Linked DNA regions of Mus musculus: region 2 is linked to region 1. Evidence: chromatin contacts called from public HiChIP or PLAC-seq data. All regions are on one chromosome and are shown on one strand. The core of a region is the stretch at or near the end of the contact, and the rest is flanking DNA. Distances in the headings are between cores, read along the strand shown.

What was found. HiChIP or PLAC-seq counts read pairs in DNA pulled down with a chosen protein or histone mark.
Region 2: an H3K27ac HiChIP or PLAC-seq map of embryonic fibroblasts shows a contact between it and region 1, with 42 read pairs. The contact joins the enhancer-like site here to the promoter of Morrbid in region 1. A contact is called at or near these places in 1 of 15 datasets of contacts at CTCF or cohesin (CD8 T cells), 41 of 484 Hi-C or Micro-C datasets (the AML12 cell line, B cells, the C2C12 cell line and 27 more), 11 of 115 datasets of contacts at active chromatin or transcription factors (CD8 T cells, the SCID.adh cell line, bone marrow-derived dendritic cells and 7 more) and 1 of 9 other capture datasets (bone marrow-derived macrophages).

What each region holds. Positions count from the first base shown.
Region 1 is chr2:128,426,567-128,431,749 of GRCm38.p6, reverse strand. It overlaps Morrbid (myeloid RNA regulator of BCL2L11 induced cell death), which reads left to right and starts at 2,399. Exons shown (of 3, transcript NR_028589.1): 1 at 2,399-2,656. Gm36154 (a long non-coding RNA gene) reads left to right here. Exons shown (of 3, transcript XR_374969.3): 3 at 1-953.
Region 2 is chr2:128,468,171-128,473,353 of GRCm38.p6, reverse strand. No RefSeq gene overlaps it. Among named protein-coding and RNA genes, the nearest start is that of Gm36154, 4.2 kb to the right of the region's middle. Within about 2 kb of position 2,798, at least 85 of the 459 cell types and tissues checked have an H3K27ac peak or open chromatin away from gene starts, as enhancers often do. A contact at or near this core is called in the C2C12 cell line, CD8 T cells, CD8 central memory T cells and 13 more, where this site is marked.

The DNA of each region.
Region 1 (5,183 bases), core at 1,150-3,649:
ACATCTTTATAAGCATCTCCACGTGACATCTGATAGGCAAAGCCAAACAGCAGCGGAAACGGAGCCGGTGTTCTTGATGTCTTCCTCACTTGGACTGTCTCCTCCCTCAACTCCCTCAACCTTCCTCCTCTTAGCAGGTGGCACCACTCTGCTCCTCAACCCTAAAGTCCAAGAGTTCTGTTGGAGTAATCTGTACCTACCACTGGGCTACCCAACCCATCCCACACCTCTGACTGCACACATTGCTTGGATTCCATCACCCTCATCAGACCCAAAGTGGAGGTGACCAGACTCCCATGTGCTCTGCTTTTAGCAAGTGTTATCCTTGGAAAATTCCAATCAGACCCCTCCACTCTCATATAATCCAGCCTGTCTCATGCTATCTTATTCCAGCAGGCACAGCAGCCCAGCCCCTTCCTTGCCTCCTTCCCCAGCCCCAGGCCTGTCTCAGCAGCCCACTCATCTCAATGGCTTTGACTTTATTAGCAATTTTTCACACTGACCACATCATGATCTCGAGTTCGTCCTGTGTGCTTATTTTCTGTCCTATCCCTTGAGAATACAAGCTTCCTGAGCACAGGGGACCTTCCCTCCCGACCCCACCCCCTGCTGTTTCCCAAGGCTCAGCATCAGAGCCTGGCATCTGGACCACATTTGTTGAGTCTGTGAATGACTGAACTCCACACTTCCTGTCCTTTGCTCTCAGTACGCTGCCATTGTCTTCACTACTGTCCGCATTGTTAAATAACCGTTTGTGGTCGTGCATTTTATTCATAGGCTCTGAATTTTAACAAGAGGTTACCTCTTTAGTGTGCAAGTCGTCTCTTTGAGCCTAGACTTTTGGTTGTGGCCCGTGACTCAAATACTATACTGGTAGGAAAACTTTCAACAGCAAACCACACACATTGTCAGAGGCCAGCTTTGACCTGCTCAGTGGTATAAGAGAACAGAGACACTCACCACAGTTACAGACCCTGGAGTTAGCTTTTCATTTTCATACAGAGGAAGGAACTACCATTGTCTGGATTTTGCAAATGGGCCAAGTATATCGGTCTTTTAATGATAACCAGTTATGGTTTGTATTGAAAAGCCCTCCCCTCATATATTTTGCTGTTCTCGGAAGTCTGGGCAGACTGTGCTAGATAGCCTGCTCAAACAACACGATGTCCTGGAGGAGCTGGACTGGTGTTTGGAGGCTTTAGAGGACAATGTACTTGCAAGCTGTTGCCAAGGCCAAATCCTCCGTCTCCTTAGGACTGAACATTCTCAACCTTCCTAGCCCTGCTACTCCTTTAATAAGCTCCTCATGTTGTGGGGAGCCCCAACTGGAGATTATTTCCATTGCTACTTCATAACTGGAGTTTTGCTACTGTTATGAATTATAATATAAATATCTGTGATTTCCAATGGTCTTGGTTGTCCCCTGGGAAAGGGTCATTTGACCCTCAGAGGGGTCTTGACCTATGAATGGATGAGTTTCTTCCCTTGCCCCTGTACCCCCAAATTCTCTCTCCTCCCTGCCTATACTGTTAGCTTTTCCCTAACCTGTTTAAGAGACTCTCTGGCACACATATCTGCTCTTACGTATGCTGTGTTAAGATTCTCTGATATACTGAAATGTACGTTTCAAAAGTGAAACCTCTGCTTTTTTTTTTTTTTTTTTTTTTTTTTTTTGGACAGTGCTGACTTTTGGGGGCAGGGAGGGGTGGGCAAAGATATCAACAATCACAGCAACCCTACCTGGCCTCACCAGAGGCTGCTCAGTGGTACATGGGTTCCGCTTTCTCTGGAGTACTTCTCATAGTTCAAAAAAGCTTGAAGCTGCGGAAGACAGCCCCGCCCTCTGCATCATTCAAAAGAAAACTCAGACATAGAGGCGGGCTCTTGGTTCTTGCATGGAAACGTTCAGGATTCTTTCAAAGTTAGAGAACCATAACTTTGTTTTTTACTCCTTGGTTCTTTTATTCATGTGATTTAGCCTAGCAAGACTAAGTCACACATGCTAACAGCCAGCTCAGAATAGATATAATGATTTTAGATCAAAACTCTGTGCAGAAAAAAAAAAATCATGGACTGAAATAGGGGATATCAGGGCCAAGCAAACTCAGATGCCTTAAGGAAATAGCAAAAATGGGTTCTTCCCTCTTCTGTGGACGGCCAGCGTGTTACAGCACCCGTGTGCATGTGAGATCTCTGCCTTTTATTTTCAGTTACCCCCAAGTCTCCTAACCAAAGCGTCTCCTCCCTGATGAGGGTGATCACTGGCTACAAGCCTGGGGCTTCCACACCCAAGGTCTGGGAAGCTGCTCTTTCCGGAAGGGTGGTAGAGACCCTGGGAACCAGACCAGGCGGGCTCACAAAGTATGAAGAGAATGTCGGGAGAGGAAGTGGTGGCTCTGAGTCAGCACGAGTCATCTGGTTCCAGTGACAATGAAGACTGAGGTGTCTGCTTTGCAGTTTTTTTTTTTCTTTTCTTGTCTTTTTTTTTTTTTTTCCTAATCATGTGGACATCTCTGAGAATGAGGGGACTGGGTGACTTTGCAGTGTCTGCTTTCTAAGTTTCAAAGTGACTTTCCAGGCAAGCTGCGCATATCTTGGGATCTTCACAGCACAGTGGCTGGGAAGGCAGGCGGACCCGTCTATCAGCTTCTCCCTGGTGAGTACTCTCAGTCAAAGATGTTTTCCGTGCACCTCTGAGCTGTGACAGCTGCTGTGTTCTGGGGTAGACACTGCTTCTCCCAGACTTTGAAGGTTTTGTGAGGTCAGAAAAGTGGCTCCCTCTGCCTCCAGCCCACCTGTTGTGTCTGTTGCGGGACTCTTGGAGGAAGTTTCTGAGCTGTGCCTTGTGGATGGTGGCTGTGTGTTATGCTGTCTCAGAGGAGAGCGTGAGGCTTGCCTGGGAAGGAAGCCACCACGGATTCCTAGCTAGAAGCTAAAGTGAAGGTCAGAGACGGAGGTGGGTGAGTTTGTGTTAACTGGGCACTGAGGTTGAACTAGTTTCCGCTCCTAAGAAGCAGAAGGAAGAGCCAACCCCGGGGGCAGCTTCTGGTCTCTGACTCAGGCAGCCAGGCCTGAGCTGTCCAGCTTCAGGGCAAGAAGTATGGCAGCGAGGCAGAATTTTGTCTTTTCTCTGAACACGCTACATCCCGTGCTTCCCTTTAACGCTCCAGGTGGAAAATGTGTTCAAAAGCAGAAAGAAAAGCCACAGGCTAGGGACCAGGAAGGGCATGGTGGAAGATGGGGGAAGGGAGTGGGCTGAGTTACTGCTATTCTTACAAACATCTTTACTGTCAAATAAACAGTTACAGTAACTGCTGTGCCACTTTTAAAGCAAATCTAAAAAGCGGTCATTTGCTTAAAAAGCTGCATAGCAGGCTGCAGGGAAGACAGGAGCCTGTTCTGAGCAACTCACTGGGGCGTGTGGGGCTTCCCGGGTTAAGAATGAGTCAGCAACCTAACTGAATGAGCCCTGAGAGCAGCTCCATTCACTCTGAGCGTAACAGGAGTTTGCCGGCTCGGGTCTTTGCATGATATCAGCATTGCCTGGCCCTCTGTGAAGAGGATAGTCACACACGTTCAGCTTTCTCCTGGAATGTACCTGAGAGGTCTCTTGGCTGTCTCCTTGTCAGGAATACTGTGTTCGGCTTCTTCAGCATGCCTGGGCTGATGACAATCATTTTGGGTCCTGCCCCTGACCGAGCACAGAGTTTGTTAAACGAACTCTGGGGTGCAGGAAGGACCAGGGTAGTCTAGAGCCGCAGTCGCACCCCACCCTTTGAAATAGTTCACACCCTTATGATTGGGAGAATCGGGTGAGACATGAATTTTGAAGCTGGCTTCCACAAGAGGCAGGCACTAACTTGGCTTAAATAAATCAGAGTGCAAGCTTCAGAGAAAGAAAGCCTCCAAATACCTTTGAGAAGAATTCCTATCCTAGAGCAGTTCTATACACGGAACCCAAGGAGTCGCCAAAGGCTTCACAGGTCAACACAGGGTTTGAATCTTTTCCTGGCTAGTTCTGTGGCTCTGCCTGAAGATTGTTTATCTGTGTTTAGATAACTGTGGGTGGGTCCCAGCTCTCTGGGGCCACACCCTGAAGCCACAAAACTTGGATAGCAAGATTAAGATTGGATTAGAAGGGAGGCCAGTGGGCCCCAGGTCCTGCTGACCCACTTCTGGAGACCTTGGACTTCTAGATCATTGTTCATCTACCCCCGCGCAAGGGGCCCAAGGAGTTAGCACCTGCCAGGAATTCAGGAAAGGGCCTGGATGGAGGCAGGACTCCAGTATCTTACCTCTCCCTGGTCCACTTAGTTTCCAGTCCTCTGAAGGCACATAGTTTGCATGTTTGTAGTTGGCCACAGGACTTTTACAGAAAGTGATTGACAAGCCAGAGGTAGCCAATAGAGAGAGCCCATCATTCCTAGTTGGTTTGGTGCTCTTGGTAAGTAAGCTGTCCAAGTAACCAGAGAAATGCCACGTCATGGGATCAAGAATTGTGGCACAGTATGTCTGTGGGCTGAGCACACTTACATGGGTTCCCATGTCGTCACATATATGCAGGTCACAGCAGTGAGCCTATCGCTGGGTTTTGTGTCTTCAAACCTCATGTGAGGATTGCTGGATTATGGCTTGGTGGTGTTGTGTTTTGTTTTAGGCATTGATTTTGATCCGTCATATAGAGGTCAGGCAGTCATGTGGATTCTGACAGCCAATGGCCTCTTACCATAAGAAATAGCAGGGATGGACTGACGGGTCTCTTAAGTAATTAGAAGAGAGTTATTGAACAAGGCAGGAAAAAGACTAAGGACAAGTGTGAAAACGGGTGCCCGAAACCACAGTTTGTGCATTGAGGGGGTGGCTCCATGGTAAGTAAAGAGCGTGACGTGCAAGCAGCAGGACCTGAGTTCAGACTACCAGGACCCAGGGAAAGATGTACACGGTTACCTTTGTAACCTAGCACTGTGACAAACAGAAAGTGCTTCAGACTTGATGACAGTGGAAGTTGCCCAGAATCCTGCTGTCATGGTAGGCTCAACCTGGGACTAACCTGGGACTTGTGGCCCTGTCTCCTCTTGTCTTCATCATCATGGGATATCTGCCCTGAGACATTTTGTGCAGAGGTCTCCACAGCACAAACTCTGTCTGCTTCTGGTGGAAGTGCTGTGAGAGCTTGAAGGTCC
Region 2 (5,183 bases), core at 1,549-4,048, 41 kb before region 1:
TCTCAGTGTTCATTCCAATACTAGCCGCCTCGGTTAGACCACGGGAAAAGACTCAGACACGTTTTAATAAAGAGGCATCTTGACAAGGCTGCCTCAAAACTAGTCAAGTCTAAAGACATCAAAGTTTGAGACAATATCACAACCGAGAGAGGCCTACGGAGGGTGATGACTAGACGAAATGTGCTGCGCTGAGTGGGATCCTAGAGCAACGCTCAGGAGATCTCAATAAAATGTTGACCTTGTCAGTAACAATACGCCGTTAACCGGGACACGGGACTGTGTTAGTTACAAGACGTTAACGTAAGGAGGCTTTGGGCAGGAGGCTGTCTGGGAAGTCTCCACCCTGAAAGCCCTGCTTTCGCCACAGTTTCAGCTCCCTGTGATCAACCGTGGTTCAAAAACATTAAACAGATAATTCAAAAAAGAAGATTCATTGATTTTTAAATTGAAAGCCATCTGAGAAGTATCCAGGACAGGAATCTTTTTTTTTCCCTCTCTCTCTCTCTCTGGCATATCCATTCAACGACAGTGGAATACACATCTTCCCCCAGGGACTCCCGAGATAGCCATCGAGACAGGGCACATTCTGGCTCACAAAAGAAATGTCACCAGATCTGCAAAGATTGAAAGCATACAGGTGTGTTCTTGGACCCCAATAAATAAGGCAGAAATCAATAACAGCGGTGAATGAACAAGTCCCCCAAAGACTTGACAGTTCACTGGTCAAAGAGGCAGTGTCAAGAGAAACTGAAAAAGAAAAACTGCTTTTAAATAAAAATGAGAAGGCACAGATATCAGAAGGGGGGAGGGGTGGGACTCATGGAACTCTGAGAGGGAAATTTACGGCAGTAAATACGTGCGTTAGAAGAGAGAGGAGACTTCGAATAAATAATCTCTGTTCCGAGACTCCGCGGAAAAAGAATGCAAAGATTCTCAGTGAGCTGAAAGAAGGGAAAAGGTAGAAAAATGGGGAAATAGGGGCTAATCCAGGACACAGAAGCTAGGTTCCTGAAAAGGTCACTAAACTCGTGAGGGGGTGGGAGCAGAGTTAGGGAAAGGAGGGGCAGAGAGTGGATTAATCCTAACTAAGGGTGTATGAAAAACTGTTAGGAGACACCACTAGTTTGTAAACTAGTTAAAAATACATTTCTTTAAAAAGGAGTTTGAGCAGAGGTACCAAACATAAGTGAGCAATTCTGTTCCAAAAAGACACAGGTTCTTACATGGAAATCTGGACCCTAGGCACAAGTTACCACCTCCCCATGGATGATTGATCAGGGAGGCTCGAATACAGGCTTCCAAAGAATATAGGCAGTTGTCTTGGCTCTTGGTTCCCCACTATAACTAAATAACAAGACCCTTTCACTGATTATAGGACACAAACAAATTGATATTAAATTGACCAGGAACTGTTTCCTCCTGGTCAGTGTTGTAGTTCTGGAAAGTGTTGTGTAGGCTGTTGGGGAGTAGGGCAATCAATGTTCTTATTTACTGGACCCTGATTGTTATAATATTGACCTATCAGGCGATACATGTTTACCGGTACAATAGCGGCAAGACTGTTTATGAAGGTAACAGATGTTCTCTTCATTGGCTTTGAGGCCTGCTTCACAAAAGTTATACCTGGTAGCTTAAACACTGTCAAAACCCAAGGCTAGAGATGTCACTAGCCCAAGGGGAGAATCTATTAGTATTGTTCTTCTAGATGGTGGTTAATGTAGAGACTCCCAGCTATTCCAAATGCTGAGACCAGGCTACTGTGAGTACTTAGCCACAAATGGGACTTGTACAGCAACCCTCCCTCTCTAAGGGTCAGGGAACAGTGCGGACAAATGTGTGGAAAGATTTCTTAAGTCTGCTTTCGCGGATTACAGTGCTAACTAGCCTCACATTAATGTTTTTGGTTATTAACTATGCAGTTTTTGTCCTCATTCAGCACCATGGACTTTCTGAAATTCAAATGTAACTCAGCAGCCTGTGTTTTGCTTGGCAACCCACCTGCATCTCAGGGCTATGCATTGGCTTGTCCCAGCTCTACTGACATCTCTGCTGCTTGTGAAAGTCTGAGACTTGCAGATTCTCAGAAGGGACAGCTTCCCTCCTACCATGTCAGGGTCTCCCAGGAGCCCGTGAGCAGGTGAGCCACTGGCCTGTCCACCCTGCTTCTTTCCAGCCCCTGTAAGTCTGCAGTCAGTCTTCTTCTCACTGTTATTGCCCGAGATCTCAGAGCTTATGGGCTGGGCTTGCCAGGAGAAAGAAAAAATATCCACCCAAAAGACAAGAAGTTTGGGGGACCCTGGGCCACATGCTCAAGTACTCAGAGCTCCTGATCCACAAAGGTGTGTGTGTGTGTGTGTGTGTGTGTGTGTGTGTGTGTGTTAAAGAAGGTTCAAATTCATGAGGATGGGAAGTGAGAGTGCAAGGCTGGCCACCTTTCTTCATCTCTCTCTTTCCACACCTTCCTGCCCAAACTGGTATTTTTGTCTTTTATGAATTACAAGTAAGGCCTTTGTTGAAGTCTGGGGATCTAAGGTCGGCTTTGGAGGGTTGTGGGGAGTCTTTTTAGTTCCTGCGGCTTTGTCTTTCTGAGCCTTTTCAGTAGGTTCTATTCCTCCTCCCCTCCCCTCCCCACCCCTGCCACGCCCTTGGCTGTGCCCCTTTCAGCACATTCCCACACTCTGATTCTTCTGTGGCCTGCTGTTGGAACGTCTCTGAAATTCCCATGGGCTTCTGCTCAGCCAGCGCCCTTCCCTTGGAGTACACATGGGATCACAGCACACATGTTTTCCCAGACTCTCTCAGGCCGACTTCCTGTTGGGAGCCCTGGAACTCTGAGCCACTCAGTACCATGTGACTTCAGTACTGGGTGTGGCATCTCCTGGGTGAAAGCCACATCCTCTCCCTCTTCAGCAGACATGCAGGTACAGAGGGCCTGAAACTGTCACTAGCATCTCACCAATCTGGTCTACGGCTTCCAGACTGTTTGTAAAGTCAGTTTAAGCCACAGCCATTGTCAAAAGTTACATGTAATCCTCTAGGGATACAGACATACCAGTTTCTCATTATTAACAGAACACCTATCAGTAGTAACTGAAGGAAAGAGGCTTTGTTTTGGCTTACAGTTTGAGGGCACAGTTCGCGAGAGAAAATTGTGGCAGGGACAGCAACTGTGGCGTGTACCACTCTGAGGTCTCCCAAGCCCTTCCATATGCAGGTCCCATGGAGTCCTGATGCCTCTATGACACAGCAGTAGCAAGGGATTTTGTATGATGGAGGAGGATACCCTGCCCCCCGCCCCCCCCCCCCCATTACAGTTGGTTTTAGTGTCAACTCTCCATAAATTAGAATCCCCGGAACTGTCTGAACTGAAGATGTGCCCTGATTGTGTGAGTGGCTTGGGGAAGACCCTCTCCCACTTACTGCCCTTATTCACTTGGCCTCCCCTCTTGCTTCAGCGATGATTTACCCTGAGGCTGCTGATTCCTTTCCTCACAGTAGAACCAGTGCTCCTAGACTTCCACTGATGACTGTGGTCCAGGAATCTGCCAGGTTTTCAGGGCCAGGTTGGCACTGCTGAGACACACAACCTTGTGGATGGAGCAATTCCTGGGTGCTGGCTTCTCCAGTGGGAGACAGCTACTGTGGGACTAATGGACAATCAGCCTCAAAACCGAATGACTGCTGTCCTAGCCCCTCAGGGATGATTCTGCTGTTATTGCTATCTTCACACAAGCTGACTTAGTACCTCCCTTAATACAATATATGTATATATATATATACATATGTATATTATTATAAACACATATGTGTTGTAAATATATATTAAACATGTATTATAAATGCACACATATATCTTTCGCCTGGCTTCATAATTCTGTGCTTCAATTTCCTCACCTGAAAAATGAGAAAAATATTGAGACTTATCTTCTCCAAAGTATGAGGGATGAGCTTTCTCTGAAGCTGTCTACTGAGCAGGTTTCAGTGAGCTAAAACACACTAAGATCTTAGCATAAAGCCCAACACACACGTACACATGTATATGCTTAACCTAAATATACCCCAATTTCTTCAACTCTGTCACATCCCCTAAGAGTTCCATAAACCACCCACAAGGCGGCATCACCCACTAGGAAGCAGGCATTTAAGTACAGGAGTCAGAGGAGGACATTTCACGGCATTCACAGTAGGCCCCAGTTTACAATGTTTCTTTTCACTCATTCATTGTTGCTGAAAGATCTTTTCAGAGGTGTAAACATGATCATATGGAAGTCAGGAGTCTGCCAGGTTTGGAGGGAGGTGGAGGACGGGAGGGAAAAGGCAGTCAGGGGCCAGTGTACATTTGTACATCACACTCTCCTCCCACTCAGATGATGCTGACACCATGGTGATGACCATTGAGATGATGTCATGGGGTTAAAACTCACTCCAGTGACCTGCATGAAAGGGAACACTTGCCTGGGGCTTTGTCTTTCCTGCCCCATCTCCAGGTTTGGATTGCCATGATAGAATCCATCACTCAGGCTCAGACCTAGCCAAAGGCTCACCAGAGTCACATAAATCCCCTCAACTGTGGCGTGACCTTGCCCTCCTGGTCTCTCCCTGTCAGCTATTTCCTGGACACCTGCTAGCTGGAGCTGTCTGTGCTTTCTTCAGAGACCCCCTCAGCCTCAGCCTCAGCCTTGCCCTCTGCCCTGCACGTCTGCCTCCCTCCTCTTTCCCCCCACTTCTGCTCTCTTGCCCCCATCACTTACCCTGCATCACCACCTCCACTTGACCCCAAGCCCCTGCACTCTAAGCCTCTATGGCAGTCCTTCCAGCTGTCTGCCTAGCGCTACAGAGGGGTATAGGCAGGAGAAGACAGCAGGTGACTGGAACTCACACCTGTGTCTCACAAGAGACATGGCACCATAGTGATGCTCACTGGTGCCCATTTATTCAGCTAGACTCTGCACCTGGCAGCCTGGTTTGGTTAAGCACAGAGAATGAGAATGGCTTCCTAAATGGCAGGAGCCTTTTGGACTCCAGAGTTTCTCATGGTTCACGGAAGTTTGCAAATGAAGCTGAGCGTTAAACACAAGTTGAAGCACATTTTAGGGAACGCAAGAAACTTCCAGAATTGGAATATGTTATGGGAGAGCGATGATGAGGTGCAGGGCGCTGGCCATCCAGGCAGAGCCCTTGCC